2 separate regions of the Zea mays genome follow, and region 1 is linked to region 2. The links are chromatin contacts, called in public Hi-C maps. All regions are on one chromosome and are shown on one strand. The core of a region is the stretch at or near the end of the contact, and the rest is flanking DNA. Distances in the headings are between cores, read along the strand shown.

Evidence for each region. Hi-C and Micro-C count contacts between places; a contact is called where the count stands out from the background.
Region 1: a contact with region 2 is called in a Hi-C map of leaf, with 2.6 times the contacts expected there. The contact joins the promoter of LOC103651065 here to the enhancer-like site in region 2. A contact is called at or near these places in 6 of 25 Hi-C or Micro-C datasets (bundle sheath, ear, leaf and 1 more).

What each region holds. Positions count from the first base shown.
Region 1 is chr3:190,204,155-190,206,854 of Zm-B73-REFERENCE-NAM-5.0, reverse strand. It overlaps LOC103651065 (probable WRKY transcription factor 64), which reads left to right and starts at 1,349. Exons shown (of 4, transcript XM_020550430.1): 1 at 1,349-2,547.
Region 2 is chr3:189,909,490-189,912,189 of Zm-B73-REFERENCE-NAM-5.0, reverse strand. No RefSeq gene overlaps it. Among protein-coding and RNA genes, the nearest start is that of LOC100193823, 58 kb to the left of the region's middle. Within about 2 kb of position 1,424, at least 19 of the 20 cell types and tissues checked have an H3K27ac peak or open chromatin away from gene starts, as enhancers often do. A contact at or near this core is called in bundle sheath, ear, leaf and 1 more, where this site is marked.

The DNA.
Region 1 (2,700 bases), core at 100-2,599, 290 kb before region 2:
TTTCCTGTTTCATGTGTTTTTCCTATAAAAATAAATTGATTACTGTAAAATTTCTGTATGATTACTCTAAAATTTCTGCAATCCAAATGAGCACTAAATCTTTACGGAGTAATTAGTTTTATATGACATATGTTTAGTAGTTGACTTAGGTCCTATTTGGAGCTACTTCTATTAAACTTTAGCTCTAAAAAATTTAATCATAGATTTTTAGCTTACTTTTGAGCTTTAAAACTCTAATATAAGGTTGGTTAAAGTTATCTTTATAAAACTTAGGCGGTCTCCAGCGACTCCTCTAAATTTCATTTCCTAAAAAAATATTCTTTGTACTTTACAACACACTCTAAAAGATTTCGTTCTCTGTATCATCTCCATCTCCAACAATAGCCCCTAAATTCGTTCATCTACATGTACAGTGTCAACAAACTTCTAAAAACTATATTATTTTTCACGATATTGCATAAAATCCCAATTTTAATTTCTTATGCTTCTAAAAATAACATTATAGATTTTGTTTGGATCTAGTAATTATAAATCATACATGTTTAGAAATATTTTACTAGAACTTTTTAATATACATTTGTGCCTTTTTTGCATTAAGAAAAAACGTTCATGTACGTTGAAATTGGATTACGACGAGCTAGTTTGAAACATGCTGTTGTCTGTTGAGGGTCTAGATCTGGAAGATGGGCTCAGCAGCATGCGACACGAGGAAGTGAGTGGGTCCAGATGCACAACAGGATAGCGGGCGACGAATGAAACGCTGAATTCAGCGTGTATGATGCTCTGCACTAAATTTATTAGAGTAGATATAGGACCCTGCTGGATGGATACCGGAGGCTACGATGTACTATATGTAGTGGACAGACCGCTTTAGCGGCTGTTGCTGGAGGTAGCCTTATTTAGGGCGTGTTTGGTATGGCTCCAGAGTAAAACTTTGAGAAGGAGCTGGTCAGGGCATGCTAAACACTCTAACTCCAGAGTTGTAAACTCTATAGAGTTTTTGGAGCTACAGTACATTTTTTTGGAGTGCCTCTTTTGCTACTCTGAAAACTCCAAAAAAGCAACATAGTCATGAAGTTTGAAGTTATTTACCCGCCATTGCCACCTGTTATGAGAAACAATATAAACTCTGGATCAGAGCTGCTTCACCCGGAGTTTTAGAGTAGAGCTACTCTAGAGTGGAGTAGAGTCATATCAAACATACCCTTAGAACTCTAGCTATAAAGTCAGAGTTTTTAAGTTTGAATGAAAAATATAAATAGGCCCGTGATATACATTACAGCCCAGCAAAAAACAGTTTAAAACCCACAACTTCGTTAACGGCAGTCCGCACGCCTGTAGACAATCGCATAGCGCACTAACAGGAAAGGAAGTCCAACGATAAATGATTCAGCCTGCGTATAGCCCACGAAAACTTCCGACCGCGAAAAACGCGGGAGGGCACCCACGGCGGCGTCGATGGGAGGGCCTCCGGCGGACTGCACCGACGGGAGGGCCGAGGGCCTCCGCACGGCGATGCGGGAGGACCTTAGGAGGTGGTGGCCTCTCGGACACTCGCTGCGACGGAACGGAGAGGATCGTGCAAGGAGGTTTCAGGTTTGCTCATTGGCTGTCCAACCGTTTCTGCGAGCCCGAATCGTTCCATGTCTTTTGACCCAAACAGTCCGGCTTCATGATGAATCCTGGCTGCCTTATCTCCTGGTGCTGGGCCAATCCCGCAGGCGAAAGGTAGGCTGATTGAGAATATCGATTTTTAAAGAGCTAGGATGATCGCGATCTGTTCGCTTGTTTTTAAGGTAGTACCGTACCACTTTCTACCATATTTTTGTCTCTATAGATTACTACGTTGCAGCAACTGGCTTTAATATGAAGCACGCTAGTTTTTATGGCGTATCAGGTAAAGCCAATAACATCTAAGTTAATTTGCATACATACATATGGCGCGAAGTGCACGTCAGGCAACCATTCGTAAGACTTTAAGATAATTCTCAACAGATGTTTACGAGTGTAATAACGACAGAGAAGTGACTAATGGTGCGTGCTTATAAACTATTCTGCAACGCTTGAGTGCGCTGGTCTTACTTATGGGCCATGGTCCAAATCAGCTCACTTCGAGAAGATTTCCGCGTTTTCCTTTTTCAAAAGGATAGAATCACTTTTCGTATCATGGCCTGTGCCGTGACTAAATGACCTCATATGAACACACATGTGAATTGTGCTGGTTTTCTAAAGTGGTCTTCATTACTGTGATACGGTCATACGGAATTTTATTCCATAAGTATTCCAACTGTCGGTTTGCCACTTGTTTTAGATAATTAACGGGCAGGGCACGATGAAGTCTATGGTGCTGTGGTTGAGTAGTTGCAGTCTGGAGTACAGTGTTATACATTAACGAAAGTGGCATTGCAACGAATTCAGATCCTACTTCTGCAGACCAATTTTCAGAAAAGTTATCTGAAGGCATGATCAGGGGAGGGACCTTTTGGACTACGAAGCTAGTGACTGTCCCATACTAGTGCACCATGGTGCTCACATCATCTGAAACATGTAAGAATCCTGTCACCCTCGTCCCTCTTTTACATTCCAAATATTTTAGATGGGAAAGTATAATTTATCATTCAGATTGATGATGCTCACACAGCGTTTACTTCATTGTATTTGTTGATCAGATTTACAAAGATTTGTGGGACAGTTCTGTAC
Region 2 (2,700 bases), core at 175-2,674:
TTATTCTAATTGCTATTTGCAACAGAAAATAAATAGTATAAATAACATAGAGCATGCAAAAAAAATATATTAAAGTTGATTAATTCAACAGGAATTTATGGGAAAATATTATCCCATTAGTTACAACTATATTTTTTTCGTTAATGGACGAGATGATGCATGCAGATCATGCATGGATATTAGCCATAATATCCATGTGCTATTATTGACCGTAATTAGTGTATGAGCCAAAAATATCTCAATTTGCATGCGAAGCACATGACCTAAAATAGTTTTGACCGGATACAGGAGCCACATTCACGTTGCATGTGATCTGTTTCCTTTTTTTCAGCCGCTCGCACACTAGTCTGGTGCCACATTCACGTTGCATGCAAGACCTGGTGGCTGGTGCCCACCCGTATGACTAGCCATTCAAAACGGCAGCTACCGTTTTAACCAGATCAGGACTCCAGGAGCGTATGGGAGCGTGGTGATCCATTTTTTTCGCAGTAAGGATAGCACCGGACACCAGCACCAATCAAGCAATCACTGCAGTGCGTGAAGGGGCCGACGACTGAAACCCATTGCTACGCGTGGCACCCAACATCGGTATTTTTGTTTTGAGCCGCAATAAACTTTAGATTGGAACTAAATCGTAGTTCCGATCTAGAAATTACATACCATGTGTCTTGATTCAGTAAATGGGAACGAAGCCTGTCGCCTAGGACAGTTCGGCAAGGCCGGAGGACCTGCCGGTTTGACGGAGAGTTGATGCAGATCTCCGATCCTGCAGCAACGTTGAGGTAGAGCGTGCTGATAACGTGTTGACAACTACGTCACCACGGATCACCAGATCCGCTCCCTTCCCTCCCGTCAGCAGTAGAGACGCGAGAAGCTGTAGAGAATCCGTCTCCCTTCCCAGAAACACGACAGAGTAACACACGAGACACTGGATATAGGGTTGGGCCTCTGGCCTCTTTCTGATCTCTCTATTATGAAGGGGTGTACATGTTTCTTATATAGAGATGTGAGACCCCTCAGGGCAAAGCAGGTATTTGCCCACATAACCCTAACTAGGGTTACTTAACAGATTCAACGCCAACGACCGTTCCCGACGTTCGTCGAAGCGAAGTCCTACCTTCGCCTCGCCGAGATCAGCATGGCTGCCAAGCAGGCTCAGCCGTCTCAGGCTTTGCTGCCTCGGCTCCTCCTATGGAGCCATCGCTCAACGCCGGTGGCTGCCGCCGAACAGGCGTGGCGGCGGCAAGAGGATGCCTGGCGGGCATGGTTCTGGTGCTGTGGCATTTCCTGCGTCTTGGGATGGCCATTTCGCATGGCCCACATCCTGGTAGGCGGCCTTCGGCACCTTTTAAGCATATTGGGCCGGCCCATCAGGCGTCCCACCACTCGCGCCCAGCACACCTCCGCAATTGTTCTACGATGGGCTCGTGGTGCCTGGACAGCCTCCGACGGCGCCAGGGATGTAGCCTCCGACAGCGCCCCTGCCTGGGCCCCCTCTGAGGAGGCCCGACTCCACCACCAGATTTCCTAGACGCCGACCCACAGCGACCAGGCTGACTGACACACCCCGGTGGTTTATTCTGGGACTCCAACAAGTTGGCTTCAAACTTCAACACGATGATGCTTCAGCCACCACCAACTCACGAATTATGGATATACTAGTCGGTTACCCGTACGTTGCGACGCCTCACAACAATACCCACATAAATTATCCACAGAAAAGATCTCAAAAATTTTTATTGATTATCTGCGCTTTTCACATAATATACATATGTACAATTTATATTTAATATTATAAACACCCATAATATTCTATTGGTTAGACAGTTTCGCCTAGTGTCTTTCATCATTCTTCCATCAAGGTGTGGGTTCAAACCCCACCTCATGCACCGCTTTTTAACATTTTACACTGAATTGATTTGAAAGAAATGTATGAACTTTTTTATAAAAAGATGACGAAGGACGACTGTTGAAACTAGTGCTTTAAGTATAGTAAAGATGTGTTGAAACTCACGTGACATCAAACTCTGGTAATCTTTGCACCTCTCAACTCCCTTCTTTTTCTACTCCATCCAATATTGTCGTTGGTGATGGTTCTCTTTTACATGTCACTCATACCGGCCCCGTTACTTTTCCTGCCACATGTAGCCGTCTTCACCTAAATAATGTTCCTGTTTCTCCTCAAGTTATTAAAAATCTCATTTTCATTCGACAAATCACCATTGACAATAGATGTTATATTGAATTTGATCCTTTTGGTTTTTCTGTCAAAGACCTCAAAATATGGAGCGCGATCGTCAGGTGCAATAGTTATGGCCCGCTATATCCTCTATTGTCATCAGGTTTCCGACCCTTAGCACTCGCTATTGCCGTCTCTTCATCCACTCTTTGGCATCGTCGTCTTGGACATCTTGGTCATGAGGCTCAGTCTACTCTAGTGTCATCATGCACTATTACTTGTAATAAAAGTGATTCCGAACATTTGTGTCATGCTTGTCAATTAGGGCATCATGTGCGTCTACCCTTTCCCACCTCTAGTTCGCGAGCAATCAATAATTTTGATTTAATACATTGTGATCTTTGGTCATCCCCTATTCCTAATATTTCTAGCTACAAATATTATTTAGTCATTCTTGATGATTGCTCTCACTTCCTATGGACCTTTCCTTTGCGCCTCAAGTCTGACAGATTTTCTACACT